Linked DNA regions of Mus musculus: regions 1, 2, 3, 4 and 6 are each linked to region 5. A link is a contact called in public Hi-C, HiCAR-type and promoter capture Hi-C data. All regions are on one chromosome and are shown on one strand. The core of a region is the stretch at or near the end of the contact, and the rest is flanking DNA. Distances in the headings are between cores, read along the strand shown. Region 1 holds the start of Ak4 (adenylate kinase 4). Region 2 holds the start of Cyp2j6 (cytochrome P450, family 2, subfamily j, polypeptide 6). Region 3 holds the start of Cyp2j9 (cytochrome P450, family 2, subfamily j, polypeptide 9). Region 4 holds the start of Leprot (leptin receptor overlapping transcript). Region 5 holds the start of Usp1 (ubiquitin specific peptidase 1). Region 6 holds the start of E130102H24Rik (RIKEN cDNA E130102H24 gene).

Region 1 (2,700 bases), core at 38-2,537, 2.5 Mb before region 5:
GAGGTTGCTTTTAATCGCTTTCCAACATTGTCCTCCACCCACCTGTTCATGATCCTAGGTGCTTCTGAAATGCAGATTTATTAACAATTAACCCATAACAAGCCATAACCACCGTGCACACAAATGAGAACAGAAATAGGGAAGGATCTTATGGGCAACACATTTCATAAGGGGTTTGCTAATTAACACTCATCAGCATCCCAGGATGGTCTGCGCCCCACAGTAGCACGCGGATAACTCACCTTCTTTGGAACCGAGGAAGAGGGGAGAAGGGAGACACTTGCAAGACTAAGTGATGGGGCGATCTAGACCCCCAACTTCACCGCATCCGCCAAGGGACAACCTCAAAAGGCCACTTGCAGCAAAGCTGCACTCAAAATGCAATCTTTCAGAACAAGTCTCCGGGTCTGCAGGCGGCCAAGCTGGGCTTGAGGAGGGGGGGGGGGGGTTAGCAGGGACAGTTCGTCGCGGCCGCCTGCACCGACCACAGGCCTTTCACCGCCACGCAGCACTTAGCTCCAGGCTGGAGCGCGCGCGAGAGGCCGTGGGGGAGCGAGCCGCAGAGTCCCAGAGCGCCAGCGGCCGCGACTCCCACAGGTGGGCGGCGCGGTGCTCGTCTCCTCGCGGGGGAAGGCGACCCGCGGTTGAGAAGGACCACAACTGGGAACCCAGGGGCTCGGCTTTCGGCAGGCGGCACGAGAGGCCAGTTAGGGTCCCCGCCGAGAGGCTCGCGTTTCCCTCGGCCTGCCGTGCAGGGTCCCTTCCCACGCGCGTGCGGCCAGTGCAGTCCGAGGCGCTGCCGAGCAGCCTCGGCCTCCCCCGGGCGCGGTTAAGCAGCGCGGGCGGGCGGGCAGGCTGGCGGCCGGCTGCATGCGCCGCGGCACGTACAAGCCCGCACGGGCACACGCGGGCGGGGGCAGGGCGCCGGCGCCGAGGGGACCCGAGCCCGCGACCGCCCTGCTCCCGGCCCGACCAACCCGCCAGACTCGTCTCTACCCTCACTCCCCCCGCCTTAGCTCCTCACCCGTGCCGGTCTTGAGGTTCTCCCGCAACAAGTGGCCGCTGGAGAGATGCTGGAGGCCAAAGTTCTGGGCGATCCTTTCGCAAACGGTGCCCTTGCCAGAGCCGGGCGGCCCGAGGATGACCGCGCGCAGGAGTTTGGAAGCCATGGCTTTGGCGGTGGCCAGGACGGCAGCCCGCGCACTTTGCCCAGCAGCCCCTGCCTCGACACCCTCCGCACGCGGGGACTCGCCTGCCACCCCTACAGGGGAAAGGAGAGGCTTTAAAGACTGCCCCGCCCCTCGGCCCCGCCCTCCGCCACCTCCTCGGGCCCCGGCCGCTCCGGTGAACCGTCGCAGCCCCCACCCCACCCCCACTCCCATCCCCCGGCCTGCAAGCTCGGCCCTCTGGGGTCAGAGGTCAGTCAGACCCACCCGAGTCCTTCCCTGCTGCCCAGTCCAGGCGCGCAACTCCGGGAAGCCCCTGCCGGTCCCCGCACGTGGGCAGAGTGGGAGCAGCTCTCCGGGCGCTTCTCGGTGACTGTCGCTTCCCCCCACAGTGGCCGCTGCCTGCAACTGGAGGGGCCCACCTCCGTCCCGAGCAGCCGGGGAGACACACACCTCGGTGGAAAGGAGCGCGGCCAGACTTAGCCCGGATCCCGCTGGGCGGCGCCGCCTCTGCCGGGCTGGCCGCGCGGGACTCGCTGCTTCTTACGTAAGCCGGGAGCCGGCTCCACGCTACCGCCGCCGCGCCCCCTCCTCTCCCCTCCCGGCGTGTCCGGAGCCAGGCTGAGGCTGCGGGGGCGAACGGAGATGAAGACGCCCAGAGAGAAAGGAACCGCCTGGGGACCCGGTCTATTGTCAAGGGGAAGGAAAAACACAACTTGTTGAGCGCCTACCCTGTGTCCAATTCTAGGCTGTGTGATTTTATTATGCAACCTTTACAGGTACCGATGGAGGAAGGCTTGGAATATGTACGCACCATTCGTTCATATACTTAGCAGTGTAAAGTGGAGATCTCTTTGTTTTAATCCCTGTGAGGGAATCAAAACGCCTGAGACTGTCCCTTAAACCAGGGTGGTTTACACCAGTGTTCACTGCAGGCCCTGGCAAGAGTAGAAAGTTGTGGGCGGGCCTGAACTTATTACTTACTTATTGAGACCTAATCTCAAAAAAAAAAAAAAAAAAAAAAAGTAAAAAAAGATCTATTGTATACCCAACGCTCTTCTTTTTGCTTGATATACAACAACAACAAATGATCGAATCCTGGCCCCATAGTTGCAGCCAAAGTTTTAAAACCTTGACTGGCTCCATCCAATGCCAGCGCCCTGAAGAGGAGGAAGAGAAGGATGACTTTGGCTGTACTCCGAGGAAGAGAGAGAAGGACAGAGGATCCCAGGGCTTCTTTGCCAAGGATATAATACTCTCGACTCTGCTCACCACCTCAAACGGCGGCTTTCTTTTCCTTGCCCCTCACATACCAACCAATACTCCCACATGCCTCAGCCTTTGCTTTGATTTGTTTGAGACAGGGCTTCTCTTCACAGCCCAGGATGGTCTTGAACTCACCATGCTTTTGCCACTGCCTTTTTTTTTTTAACTAGGTATTTTTTTTTCATTTACATTTCCAGTGCTATCCCAAAAGTTCCCCCATATCCTCCCCCACTCCGTCGCCATCCACTCCCACTTCTTGGCCCTGGCG
Region 2 (2,700 bases), core at 161-2,660, 2.4 Mb after region 5:
ACAAAAAGAATGAGGTAGAAAGTGTGAATTTGTTCAGCAGTAAGCCTGCAAGATGACAATTAAATCTGGCAAACAAGTTACTTTTATGCCAGGCTGTGGTGGCACATGCCTTTAATCCCAGCACTTGGGAGGCAGAGGCAGGCAGATTTCTAAGTTCGAGGCCAGCCTGGTCAACAGAGTGAGTTCCAGGACAGCCAGGGTACACAGAGAAACCCTGTCTTGAAAAAACAAACAAACAAACAAACAAACAAACAAACAGTTACTTTTACAATAAATAGCCCTGTTATAGGTCTCTAAGTTAAGTCCCCAGAACCACAATAATAAAAATAGTAATAACAATGATCAGGACAAAAGTGTTTTTCCAACAAGTGTTCATTAAACATTCCTGGGCGCACGAAGCACAGCTCTGTTAAAACAAAGTGATCTGTTGCAAGGAGGTGACGATGTTGCCTGCCACTCTGTTACTAGGATTAGCTTGGTTTCTCAGGTACATTGCAGTCACTGGGAAAGTTTGCTTATAGAACAGGCTCCCAGATGTCCGTGATGCTTTCTGGGGTTCATGCAAATCACAAACCTTACCACCACAATTGTCTCCTCAGAGGGAAAGACTTATTGACTGAAAAACAATCTATCTTAGACTGCCTTTTAGTATTACTATTAGTGTTGTTGTTGTTGCTGCTGCTGCTGCTGCTGCTGCTGCTGCTGCTGCTGCTGCTGCTGCTGCTGGAGTTTTTTGTGACAGTGTCTCACTAAGTAGTTCTACCTGTCCTGAAACTCATTATGTAAACCAGGTTGGCCTTGAACTAACAGAGATTTGCATCCCTCTGCCTACAGAGTGCTGGGATTAAAGGTGTGTGCCACCACTCCCTGCTCAATTATTATTTTAAATTTTTATTACAATATAATTACACCCTTTCACCCTCTTCCCTTTCTTCCCTCCAATCCTGCCCTTGTCTCCCCACTTACTTCCTCTCAAATTGATGGCCTCTTTAATTGATTATATATACATATATATCACATGAATATAAATGTATATGGGTTCAGGGCTGGACACTTAGTATTGAAAAACAGAAGGCTCCTGTCTGGGGAAGACTAAATCTCCCTTTCAGTAGCCTTTAGTTGCCTGTAATAATTTTTCTAGGGTGGGGACCCCTTGAGATTTCCTGGTTTCACTTTTTACTATCTACTGGTGCCTTTTAAAACTGTATTTTCTACATGTTCTTGTGGGAACTCAGTGCCAAGGACCTAGCCACTATAGAAGCAGTCTGGGCATCTGCAGGGCAGAGCAAAGCATGGCAGGGCATGGGAGGGAAGTTTGGGAAGGAATGGGTAAAAGCTCTAAGGGGCGGAGAGAAGAGCTCTGTGCACGTGATCAGGGGTTCTCCTGTTCTCCGGTTCCAGCAGATTGGAAACTACTCTCAGAAGCTTTGTCACTTCCTGCGAGAGCCCAGCTCCAGGGAGGAAACCAGAGGAGCAAAGGGGAGTGGACAGAAAGGGATAGGGAGGGACTGAGGGGACCGGTTTTAGAAGGGTGCCCTTGTTGTTAGCACCTGGGACTTGCCGCAGCTCAGACCTTCATTCCTCAGACGAACCAGCTGCAGTCCTAGCCATGCTCGCTGCTACCGGCTCCTTGTTAGCCACGATCTGGGCAGCGCTCCATCCCAGGACTCTGTTGGTGGCTGCAGTCACCTTCCTGCTTCTGGCTGATTACTTCAAAAACCGGCGCCCCAAGAACTATCCCCCAGGGCCTTGGGGTCTGCCTTTCGTGGGCAACATATTCCAGTTGGACTTTGGGCAGCCCCACCTCTCAATCCAGCCGGTAGGAAGGGGTGCGGGTGTCTTGCTTTGTCTGTCCTGACTTAATCCTGAGCTACAGGAACAGGGGACTTACTGAGACTAGAACAGAAGACCAGGTTCAAAGACTGGTGATCACAACCTGATATCCAGAACTCAGAACCTGTGTGAGTCCTCCTTTAAGATATAAGCTGTTCGATTTTCAAATAGTTGGAGATTTTTATTTACTCTTGTATGAAGGGCTTTGCTCTCATTGTTATTCTGTTAGGGTCAGAGAACTCCCTGTATGTGATTTTAAGTCTTTAAACCATGGCATATTAACGGAATGATAATAAATCTAGATAAATAATCCCTTTCAATTTCAGAAATGGGTACAGAAGTGGTACCTCATCTTAGTTTGTTAAAGCGCTTGTAAAGAAAACAAAATGTGTTTTTCTCTTGATTGGAGTTTTCTACAAGTAATCAGTTTTCTTATTGATCTTTGTTTGTCCTGTAAGTCCTTGCTGAATGTTCACCTACTAACTTTTTCAACCCCTGGGAAAGGTGTCTCCAGCTCCACAGGAAGTCTGCATGTTTTTCCACTCCATTCTGGAAGCTCTCCTGCTTGAATTGGAAAGACTGTTATGTGCACATAGTGTGCATGAAAGACTGAAATAGTGTCCTTTCGGTATATGACCATCTTCCCACATAATATTTCTCTTTATCTATAGTTATTTTCTCTGCTTAGATAGTTAATACTCCAGCCATGTTTGATTATCCCTGTCACTTCCCACTACTAGTGATGTCTGACTCTTTCTGATTGTTACTATTTAAAGGCATACACCCATATTTTTTTCATATTTACTTTAACCTATTTATTTTTCTCTTTTTCCTTCCCTGTGTGTTTTTTGGACACTTTCTGAGTAG
Region 3 (2,700 bases), core at 193-2,692, 2.3 Mb after region 5:
TTCAACTTTGATACCGTAGGTTTTGTCTTGTTTTGTTATCTCTTAGAAACCTGTTCTTTCCTGAGAGACAAAGAGTAGATTCACAGGGAAGGGCCTGTTGGGAGAAACTGAGAAGAAGAGAGGAAGGAGAAATTATCATCTGGGCATAGTGTATGAGAAAATAATCTGTTTTCAACAAAAGAAAAAAATCAAAAGAGGATTGAAAGAATACAAACAAGCTAAGCTTTGTTAAGTTTCTCTTCTTATTCCTCTGTCTCCCTCTTAAGATCTTGGAGAGTTAGAAACTTCAATTTATCTTTTTTAATCAATAAAAAGTTTGTAAGCAGACTGTATATCTATATGTTTAGTGCCTATGCATGTCTAGCCTGATATGTGGCTTAAGGGTCTCCTATATGTGGCACAGGGTGGAAAGTTCCATGCTGGAGACCAAATGTGCTTGGAGATTCTCATGGAAGAGCCGAGAGAGAACAAGCTGGAGATCTTTATGGAAAATGAAACAAACCAGATGCAGAAAGGCGAAGACAGCTTGTTTTCTGCGGTACTAGCCTAGATTAAACTGTGTTTGAGTAAATGGGGTCAGGGTCTGGGACTAGAAATGGAACCATGGAAGGAAAGGAGCAAATCTTTAGGAAGGTACACTGCCAAAATGCAGAAGGGGATAATCTGGGGAAGAGCAGGACCTACAACAGTAGTGTAGGGAATGAGTGGAAAGTGCCAAATATATGCATAAATATTTGTGAAAAAACATGGACATGAAAGTGCCCGTTAATCAAATTCACTAAATTATATACTAACCCTAAAAGTTAATAGGGAGGGAGGGAGAGTGCAAAGTGATGATGGAAAGGCTTCTTAGCATGGTCAAGGGCTGCGGTGTTCAGTTCTCTAACACTACAAAAGGGGGTAGGGGAGAATCAAGACCAGGGTGTTCTTTCTGTGAAGAATCTGTGGATTCACTTAATTCACTGTGAATAGCACTCAAAGCTGGTGAGCTCTTATAAAGAGGCCAGAGCGCTCCCTGGCGTGCAGCCCAGAAACATGGGCTGATACTGTTCCTGTTTCAGAAAATTGCAATCAGTGGTGAAAGGTTGTTTATAAAACGGGAGATCAGATGCACATGATACTCTCTGGGTTGCATGCAAATCACAAGCCTAGAACCAGAGAAATACTTTGTTTATGAGCAAGGTTCTTAGCTAGTCCATACATGCTCAAGTGGCTTCCCCACCCCCAAAGGAATAGTCTCCAAAGGCTAAGACTTGGAACTTGGAGAGGGGCGTGACGGAGAGTCTTGAGGCGGGGCCAAGGGGATGTTTGGGTCCTTAGGAAGACTGGGTAAAAGTGAAAGAGCTCTGGAGACAAAGCTCTGTTAAGACTTAGGGAAGCAGATAAACAAGGCGGGCCAAAGTTGCTGAAGTGAATAGAGCAGGGAGGAGGAGTCTGCAGGCGACAGATTGGAGGGGCCCTGTAGCGATTTGGGGGTTTAAACCACAGGCCTGGTTCATTCTGGGAACTACAGGCAGTGTCCTTGGGGAACTGCCTCAGTTCAGATTCTCATTCCTCCAAGAGCCTGCTCTGATATCAGCCATGCTTGCGGCAGCCGGCTCCCTAGTGGCTGCCATTTGGGCTGCGCTCCATCTCCGGATTTTGCTGCTGTCTGCTGTCACCTTTCTGTTCCTGGCTGATTTCCTCAAAAACCGTCGCCCCAAGAACTACCCGCCAGGGCCAATGCGCCTTCCTTTCGTGGGTTGCTTGTTCCATTTGGACCCCAAGCAGCCCCACCTATCCCTTCAGCAGGTAGGAAGAGGCAACACTGCCTGGCTGCATCCTGAAACTGTATATTGCCATCAGGAACTCGAGGATGTAGCCGAAGGCTGTTGCTGACAGCCCACTAACCCAGAGATAAGGTCTTACAGGTTACAAACAGTTGTAGATTTTCTTGATATCTGTCGATGAAAGATTCCCAGAGTGATTTTATGGCCAGAAAACTTACTGTCTCTGATTTTAAAGTCTTTTAAGTATGTCAAGGTAGATTTGATGACGTAATAATTTATCCTCATAAACACGTTATGTTGGAGTAAGAAATAGGATGTCCCAGATGTTGGTTACACTACCTATCCAGTTTTGTTTTGTTTTGTTTTGAAAGTGTGTTCTCCTCTTGACCTGTGTACATATCAGTTCTCTGATTTGTCTTATTGAGCCTAGTTTGGTCCTTTTGCATCTTTGATGACTGCTCACCTACTGACTTTATCTAATCCAGAGAAAGATGCACTGAAGTTTCCAGCTCCACTAAAAGTCTGCCTGTTTTCCCACTGAGTTGTTGTAGCTCTCCCGCTTGTCCTGGAAAAATGGTTATGAGTACATAGTACCTGTATAGGACTGGAAGGTCTTTCTGCTCTATGACCCTCTTCCCACGTGATATTTCTTATCTACAGTAATTTTCTCTGTTTAGATAGTGAATACTCTGCCATGTGTGACCATCCCTGTCACTTTCCAGTATTTGTGAAGATTGGCTATGTCTGATTATTTATTGCTAATTTGAGGATTTAAACCCATATTTTTCCTTCTGTTCTCCCACCCATTTTTTTTTTAAATTCTGAGTTCTCTGTGTGTTTTTTAGACACTTTCCAAATACTTGCCTCTCTATTCCTCTTTGCTCTTTTCTTATATCTCCTGGATATCCTTGTATCATCCTCCCAGCAGCTG
Region 4 (2,700 bases), core at 122-2,621, 2.7 Mb before region 5:
CACACAAGGCAACCTTAGATTGATAACATCTGCTAGTTGCAAACAAGGCCACACCCTCATTTGGCAGCAGGGAGTTACAACTTAAAACATATCTTTTGGAGCAACATGATTCCCTCCACTATATTATCTCTATGTTCTCAACTGTCAGAGCACACATCATTTTCTTACACAGCAATATAATTATTTTCGGCAATCAACTCAGTCCAAACTTCTCACTTATCTTTTATCCCAAGTCTCCAGCATAGTTTCTCAATAACAGTTGAATTATGGGCAAAGTTTTACTTCCTTGTGCTCTTGTCTACTTCATAGCCTTTGTTCCTTTTCACTACATAGGCCCATAAATTACTGTTGCTACTTTGTACTTTCTGTCCAGGACTGAACACTCTGTAGTAGTGAGACACAATTTTACATGCTTTCTACACTGTCTTCAAATGGATACGTCATACAGTGGACATTGCCCAAGTAAACCATGTTTACTTTGATTTGAAATACAAAAGTCCCCCCAAAATGGTTAGCTATGTCTGTTACTAGTTGTGCACAGATAATGTACAGTGCATCCACATGAGTATACACTGTATCCATCTTACAGATGTTGGTGAGTGGGAAGGTCTTTGTGGATAGTTTTCAAAGAAAGGAAGTCCAACACAGAGATAAATTAAGTCTTCTCTGTGCGGATGACCAGAAATCCAAATACCAGGAAGCCTTCCAGTAACTTTGTCCCCACCCAACGCCCAAAGCTCTGCATTCACACAGATCAGGGTGATAATCTTTCGGTACCCTCCTTTCATCACCATTCAAGAACACAAACAGCACATACTGCTCTGTTCACAGACCAGTAAACACTCAAGAAAAGTCTTGTTAAAATCCCATCTAATTGCAGCCCCAAGGTTGCGTCGAATAGGGTATTTCTGGTTACTTTCCAAAGTGCCACACGCCCGAAATTATTCTGCCCAGCGAGAAAAACCGTAAGGGAACAACAGGACCAAGTTTCCAACACACATCCTGGACACAAAGGCTCCTCTGTAAGCCACAGGAAACTGCGGCGGGGCAGGAAGGTGAGGATGTGGGACCCTGATGTGACCTACGGAGAACTGAAAAGCCCAGGGGACCACTGTGGAACGTACAGCCCACGGGAGAAGCCCCCGCCTGGGAACTGACGGGCGTGGGCGTGGGCGCGAGCGTTTATAGGCTCCGCAAAACACCTCTGCCGCGCATTCGGGAGGCCGCGGTCTGCAGGAACTCGCACACCCGCACACAGGCTGCTCGCCATGCAGCCTGGAGCCAGGAGCGACCCCACCCACTAGCCGCGGGCGAGGGTCGCAGTGTACCTTTAACGCCCGCCATGTCTCTGGAGCTGGGGCTGTCGCTGCTTCCGGCTTTCTCCAAAAGCCGCCCACACCCAGACTAGCCAGGGCCGGCGCGCGAATCCAAAGCCCGGCCCGCCCCCTGACGGTATTGACTTCCTACCCAACCAACGGAGCCCCGCCCCTTCATTAGGCCCCGCCCCTGATTTTAGACTCCGCCCCATCCCGTGGCTTCCCGCCCCCAGAAGCCCAATCCCACCATCCATGCAGAACCTGATTCCTACTGGTTTAGAATTCTGCCAATTACAACCTCACACCCAATTATGCCAGATTCTGCCCTACAGGCACTCAGTATTTCCTATACTGGTTCTGATCCCTGCCACTCTGAGCTCCTCCTCTGCCGGGCCCGGTTCCGCTCGGCCCACAGTTCCGCCACTCTGGCACATAATCCTGCCTCCAGCTCATGGAGACCCTCCCCCAACGCCTTCCTCCACTTCGCGGACTCCGCCCCCAGTTGGCTGAGCTCAGTCCCTGCCAGCACGGATCCCAATCCGCCATGCAGAACTCCACCCCATTGGACTGATCCCGCCTCCGCCACTCATAGCTCGGACTCTACTGGTCCTACTTCCTGCCACTCAGAACTTCATTCCAGTAGTCTCCCAGTTTGTTCAGCACCGCCCCGCTGGCCGGGAACTCCGCTCCTAGTCTCAGCCCCCTCCCACTTTGATTACTTCAGAATAACTCCTTTATTTTAACTCTTCGGGGGATCCTGGATTCTGAGACATCTCAGCCCTGTTTCTCAATCTGGGGTCCATCCCTTCCTCACTGTCGTGACTTGGGGCCCAGGCTCTGCCTCAGGAGATTCTAGATGCTCACCATCACCCTGGCTGGCTGTTAGGAAACTTGCCTGAAAGGACTGGTGGAAAAAGTGGGGCACGGGATAAGGATGGGGAGAGGTTACCTTCCAGGACGACTCTTCCTGTGTGCCTGTGTGGTTTGTTTTGAGAGTGTGTGGCTGATATAGTAGAGATCGGGAGTGAGTGACAGCACCAGAAATCAGGATTAGAGATATCCCTATGTAAGATCTTTGACTTTTGTATAGATTTGCTTGCTTTGTAGCAAACTACATTAACATTTTGTGTAAACTACCGCGTCCGTCTATCCCCCTCATTCATTACAAACTCTGTGGGTCCGGATTTCTTTAGGTCCTTAAATAAACGCAGGCCTGCAAGTAACTAAGGCCAATTTTCACTCCTCCAGATCCATCTTATTCTTACCTTCTTCAGTGGAATCTTCCTTCATCTTAGAAACCATCCAGTAGTCCAAGTCCTCTACAGAAAGCAGTTCAGAAAGAATAGGAACTGAACCAAACAGCTCTTTAGACAAGGTTAGAAAG
Region 5 (2,700 bases), core at 139-2,638:
AACGAGTTTCAAATATAGGTACCCAAGTAGTAAGTAGTTGAGGTACACACAAATTGATTCAAACTCTACCCCTAAACATTTCACCCCAGTTCACTGTACACTGCAGGGAAACCATTTCTGGGAACCAACTCAGGAAAAACTGGACAACTGGCAAAATTTCCCATCTTATCTGCAACTTAAATTTTTGTCTCTTGGCCCCTTAAATGTTCTTGATGAAATGACCTGTTAGGAATGATAAACCAGCCTTCGCAAAACTGTCAGACTTCCCCCAAGCACTAATGACTCCGGAAAGGTGTCTTCCTGGGAGCCAGTGAGAGAAAAGTCATCAGCCAGCTCAAACAGCGGCCGTCATCTCGGCCAGCCACCCAATCTGGGACCCTCTAAACAGCCAGCCAGCACTGATGGTCACCAAGAGCGCGACACTTTCCCGGGTGCCCAATCTTATGTTCTCCACGTCCCTTCTCAGAGCTTTCAGTCAAAAAAGCCTCTCCAGAACTATAACCCAAGCTTCGCACAATGAACTTAGCCCTAAGTCTTCTTGACCAAATGACACCGTGAATCCTCAGTCCCACTACTTTTCAAATCTGTGTACAATGATAGGATTCAACTCTTCTTTCAAGAAAAACGTGAAACAATAAAAACAAACTCTTGGGCGCAGGGTTAAGACACGTGGCGCCGTACACACTTCTGGAGAAACTGTAAGTCAAGAAAATGCGCGGTAAAATTTCGCAAGCCCCGACCCAGGACACTGCGATCACAAACATCTCTTCTCCCGGCCAGCCTCTCCCATTACGAAAGGCGTGGGCAGAGGGGCACTTGGGTCCTGGGTGTGCCACCCCGGGGGTCGCCGCGCCCGCCGGCAGTCCCTCGCAGCGCAGCCCGAGCCTAAGGGGCCCTCCCCACCGTCAGCACCTGCCGCGCAGCCCCGGGCCCTGAACCCCGGGCGCTCCTTACCCGGTCATGGCCCTTCGCGAGTCCGCGGCGCCGCCGCCGGGGAGACCAGCCGGGCAGAGTGCGGGCGCGACAGGTGAGCCCGGCCGCCGTCCCGGGAGAGGGATCGCTGGTGGGCGCCTCCCGCGGGGGAGTGACCATTCGTCCGCGGAGCGGGAGCCGGGCCGCCGCTCGGTCCTGCCCGCCGCGGCACCACTACATCCCCGGCGCAGCCCGGCCGGGAAGGCTACGGGCGCACAGCGGTGGCGGCGCTCCCGAGCCGCAGGGTCCCCGCACGGCCGCCGAGGGGGAACTTGGCGCGTTTTCCTCAGTCTCAGGACCCCCGCGAGTGAACCCCCGCCCGCGCCAGCGTCGCGGCTGGAGGTGGCGTCCACGGAAAGTGCCGGTTCTCCTCTCCACGTTGCAGAGGCGCGAAAGGCGCGAGCCGCCGCGCGACCGCCCCTCGCCCCCGGCACGCTCGGCTCCGGAACCAGCTGGAACGGTAGTTCCTCCCGGGGCCTAACGGGTTCTGCAGTTTAAACAGCGCAGGCAGCGGCACGGGCAGCTCGCGCGGGTCCTCGCAGAGGCGCGCGCTGCGCAGGAGGCCGGGCTGGCGCGCAGGAGGCTCACTCGCTCGCTCACGCCCTCTTTTTTTTTTTTTTTTTTTTTTTTTTTAATTCTTTTTAAACATTAGCACTCGCGAGTTGAAGGGGAGGGAGCTTACGGGTCGGGAGATGGGACAGGGAGTGACTGGGACAAGCCCCTTCCTCAGGTGCTCAAATGCGCCAATCCAGGCTGAACAATTTCCAAAACCTCATTCCTCCGCCCCACCAGGAAGAGCCAATCAAAAAGTACCTATACGAATAAAACAATTAGCCGGCAGAGAAGACAGTCTGACCAATAAAAAAAGTACAAGGAACGAGGCCCAGCCAATCCCGGGAGAGCATACGGCGCCCTGGAGCGGCTCTTTGCAAGCTCATTGGCGCTCCAGTGCGCGCTTTCTCTGCCGAGGTTAGGGTTCCGCTTTCCGTTTTGTTAGCATGGGGAGGTGGCGAGCCCGGAGGGTGTGGCTTCTGGGCCGAGGCCCCGGTGCAGGCCCGCCTCTTTCTTTCTTTTTTTTTTTTTTTCTTCCCCCTCCTGGCGTGCCCTCTCCGGAAGGGTTACCAAAGACGCTCGGAAAATGGCTGATGCGCTTTGCTAGCTGCTCGGCGCCCGCTGGGCGTCCAGTTTACCGAGGAAGCCGCGGTCCACCCTATCTCAAGTTGTGCGTTAAGAATGAGCACTGCCTTAGCTAGACAGTGCACAGCCGAACGCCTTGGAGCCTCGGGTCCTTCTCCCCTCTCGCAGGCTGCACAAGGGTTTTAGTTCTCAGGCTGGTCTCGCGGCTGGAGCTTCAACGGGTTCTGGCGCGAGCCGGTACCGAATGACCCACAGGCAGCCGCACAGCCTCACCCGGTTTGGGCTTGGTTCTGTATGCTCTGTCTTTTGTGAGATGATCTCACAGTGCGGTACTACAGCTGATGAGAACTCAGTACAAATCCGTTCAAGTGGGGTTTTTTTGTTGTTTTTTAAATGTCCACTGTGTGCGTTGCCCTGTTTAATGCCCATCGTGAGTTGGTCTGTTGAATGGCCACGGTGTGTGTTGCTCGGTTTAGTACCCACTGTGTGCGTTGCCCTGTTTAGTGCCCTCCGTGTGTGTTGCCCTGTTTAATGCCCTGTTGAACTATTTTCAGCATGGTAGGGATAACAAGCGAAGGGAATGTACTCCAT
Region 6 (2,700 bases), core at 110-2,609, 2.4 Mb before region 5:
CCTGTAAGTGGTAGCGCCCTAGTCAACGCTAAGGTCCACTTCTGCTTTCAATCATACGAGAGGCACGCAGAAGAGAAACAAAAGTGAAAGCTCTTGAAGGAACACACACAAGTAACCGAAAGCACCAAACTCTGTCACTGAGACCTGGCAGAGTTCCAGACATTTATCCTTTCAGCAACCGTGAACTCTGGGCACCTATCACGTCCTGTGAATGTGAATTAACACGGTAGAACACGAATCGGCCCAAAGCTCTGCAGCAGTCTTCTCAACCCTTCCTAGCACTGAACCTTTTATTTAAATTTCTACCTCAATAAATCCAGCCACGATGCACGCCCTCGCCCAACCAAACCAAACCAAACCAAAAAGCCCGCAACGCCACAAACCATCCCTAAGCTGTGCGTCCAGCTTTAGGAAAAGAGAAAAGGAAGCAGAAAGAAAATCTGAACTGGTCTGATTCCCCCTGCCCTCGCCATGTGGGGGTCCTCGGAGCGAACTGTTTTACAACTTAGAAAATGCAGCGGTCTTCCGATTCTGTTATTTGAATGGACCACTGAGCCACTGGAGCCAGGCAAGGGCAGGCAGCCGGGTACCCAGCAGAAGGATGGAGCACAAGGCCCGCACAACCAGGATCCGCGGACCCTGATGATGGGAGGATGCTTGGAGCACCCCAGCCTCCGGCTCCTGGGCACGGAGAGACCGGCGCGCACGCGCGCACACGCACCACGTCCTTCGCCTGGAGTTGTGTCTCGTCTCCCTTTTGTTTTTCTCCCTTCCCGGTCATGAGACCCGGAAGTTTTTTTTTTTTTTTTTTTTCCTTCAATCCTGTCTCTCTCCCTTTTCCACCCCCCCCCCCCCTTCCCCAATCTATCACATGGCAAAGCTAGAATAAAAACAGAAAAATGGCGACGGTCACGTTGTGGCGAGCCTTGCTGCGTCATTAGATAATCCTCATGCAAATAGCGGGATGAACAAAGAAAGGGGGGCTCGGGACCCCCGAGGGCGCAGGTGGGTGCGGGGTGCGCGCGGCCGCGGGGGCGGCGTCCGTGTGCGCGCTCCGGGTGCTGCGCTCTCGGCCCCGGGCTGGCGGCGCGCCCTGGCCGGCCCGCGGGGCGCAGAGAGCGGCTGTGCGGCGCGCGCACGGCGCTCGCACCCGGGCCGGCCCCGTATCCCGGAGCCCGGAGACGACGGCGGGGGCGGAGGCTGCTGTTGGACGCCTTTGGGCGCTCGGCGCCAGCTCCGGTAGGCGGCGGACCGCGCGGGGCGGCAGCTCGGGGCCAGGCCCGGAGCTGTGGCGCACTCGCTTTTCCCCCCACCCCCGCCCGGTGGCTGGGCGCTGGCGCGGTTCCCTCGCCGTCCCGCGGCCGCTGGAAATAGAGCCGGGATGTTGTTTACATGACGGATCCGGCGGGAGGAGTCTGCGAGGAGGAGGCGGAGAGAGGAAGAGCGGAGTCCCCGCGGCGGCGGTGGCGGGCCGGGGTGCGGGCGAGCGCCGCGCGGTCCCCGAAGCCTGGACACGGGAGCCTAGGGTAGGCAGGCGGGGGCGCGGGCTGCGGGAAGGCTGTCAGAGTGGGCTTTGCGGTACCTAGCCTGTCACGCAGACTCTTGGGGGGCAGGGGGAAGGAAAATGGAGAGAGGTTGGGAGAACCTCTGTTTCCCCTTACGTTTGGGAACGCCCCCCCTCTTATCCCCCACTCTTTCCCGCTTCTCCCTGGACTCACCTGTTTGTTTCCACCGCTCAGGGCTCTGGGTTTTTGTTTGTTTGCTTGTTTGTTTTAAACGTGCGCCAGAGGGGCTGGGCTTATTACTATTATTTGCGAAATTATTGGGAAGGCGAGAGGGTGTTGCTGTAATCGATCCTAGTCCAGGTCGGTTTTCAGGAGGGGGAGGGGACTTGGCGAAGACCCCGGCTCCTGGCCGCAGCTGACCCCGGGGCTCCTCCCCGCCTTCCCGGTGAGGAATCCTTTCCCTTGCCCCGCGAAGCCAGCTGCCACCTTCCTGGAGAAAGACCACACCTATGCTTCTTCCCGCTTTGGAGGCGAGGTGAGCTAAGAAGCCAGACAGTGCCCTGCCCACCAGAGCTTGGCCAGACCTCGACACCCCAGAATTGGTAAAAGGCGCTTCTTTTCACCTGCTGATAGCGTTGGTACGTCAGCCCTCTCTAGTCCCCAGAAGTTGCAATTCACAGTTTACGTTAAAATTTGTCTCTTTCTTCACCCTTCTTCCCACCGGCAATGAACTGTTGAGTTTAAGTTGAAAAAGAGAGGTGTCTCCCGCCCTGCCCCTAGTGAGGGTTTTTTTTTTTTTTAATTCCACAGTAGGTCTTCCACTCAGACCTGCACTTCTCCGGTCTCCTCTATCTCCCACTAAACTTAGCCCAGAGCCAGGCCTAAGCTTTTATTCCCTGTGGGCCGCACCCTGGCCCCTTGCCTTTCTACCGAGCCAAATGCTTCTCAAAGCAGAAGGCACACCCAGCCCCAAGTCTCTTCCAAGAGGGAGGGAAGAAGAAAGGATTTGGGGGGGGGTGTCCTCAAGTTCCGGTTTCCAAAACCCCCGTAGCATTCTCCTCCCGGAGCCTCCTGAATTCTTCCTAACAGCTGTTTTCTGCAGTGCCTTTTGCTCCTCCTGGCCTTATATTGGAGAGAGTGGATGGGGAGAGATAGCCACCCCCACCCCTTTCCTAGAACTAGGCAATTTTTTTCT

Evidence for each region. Promoter capture Hi-C pulls out the DNA fragments that hold promoters and counts their contacts. A called contact is a pair of places that touch in the nucleus more often than the background predicts. HiCAR-type assays count read pairs that join an accessible place to other places.
Region 1: a contact with region 5 is called in a promoter capture Hi-C map of cranial neural crest. The contact joins the promoter of Ak4 here to the promoter of Usp1 in region 5.
Region 2: a promoter capture Hi-C map of cranial neural crest shows a contact between it and region 5. The contact joins the promoter of Cyp2j6 here to the promoter of Usp1 in region 5. A contact is called at or near these places in 2 of 39 promoter capture datasets (cranial neural crest and liver) and 1 of 115 datasets of contacts at active chromatin or transcription factors (large pre-B cells).
Region 3: a HiCAR-type map of astrocytes shows a contact between it and region 5, with 2.9 times the contacts expected there. The contact joins the promoter of Cyp2j9 here to the promoter of Usp1 in region 5. A contact is called at or near these places in 1 of 39 promoter capture datasets (liver) and 3 of 115 datasets of contacts at active chromatin or transcription factors (astrocytes, large pre-B cells and pro-B cells).
Region 4: a Hi-C map of CD8 T cells shows a contact between it and region 5, with 4 times the contacts expected there. The contact joins the promoter of Leprot here to the promoter of Usp1 in region 5. A contact is called at or near these places in 2 of 39 promoter capture datasets (liver and pre-B cells), 4 of 484 Hi-C or Micro-C datasets (CD4 T cells, CD8 T cells and natural killer cells) and 2 of 9 other capture datasets (adipose tissue and liver).
Region 6: a promoter capture Hi-C map of pre-B cells shows a contact between it and region 5, with 5 times the contacts expected there. The contact joins the promoter of E130102H24Rik here to the promoter of Usp1 in region 5. A contact is called at or near these places in 4 of 39 promoter capture datasets (hippocampal neurons, liver and pre-B cells).

Annotation. Positions count from the first base shown.
Region 1 is chr4:101,418,290-101,420,989 of GRCm38.p6, reverse strand. Ak4 (adenylate kinase 4) reads right to left here and starts at 1,287. Exons shown (of 5, transcript NM_009647.5): 1 at 1,025-1,287. The coding sequence starts at 1,169.
Region 2 is chr4:96,552,361-96,555,060 of GRCm38.p6, reverse strand. Cyp2j6 (cytochrome P450, family 2, subfamily j, polypeptide 6) reads left to right here and starts at 1,410. Exons shown (of 9, transcript NM_010008.4): 1 at 1,410-1,819. The coding sequence starts at 1,610.
Region 3 is chr4:96,590,227-96,592,926 of GRCm38.p6, reverse strand. It overlaps Cyp2j9 (cytochrome P450, family 2, subfamily j, polypeptide 9), which reads left to right and starts at 1,442. Exons shown (of 9, transcript NM_028979.2): 1 at 1,442-1,791. The coding sequence starts at 1,582.
Region 4 is chr4:101,646,454-101,649,153 of GRCm38.p6, reverse strand. It overlaps Leprot (leptin receptor overlapping transcript), which reads right to left and starts at 1,371. Exons shown (of 4, transcript NM_175036.4): 1 at 1,329-1,371. The coding sequence starts at 1,344.
Region 5 is chr4:98,922,498-98,925,197 of GRCm38.p6, reverse strand. Usp1 (ubiquitin specific peptidase 1) reads right to left here and starts at 1,388. Exons shown (of 9, transcript NM_001301414.1): 1 at 955-1,388.
Region 6 is chr4:101,354,907-101,357,606 of GRCm38.p6, reverse strand. It overlaps E130102H24Rik (RIKEN cDNA E130102H24 gene), which reads left to right and starts at 1,359. Exons shown (of 2, transcript NR_040708.1): 1 at 1,359-1,526. The region is part of intron 1 of 0610043K17Rik (RIKEN cDNA 0610043K17 gene); the gene reads right to left.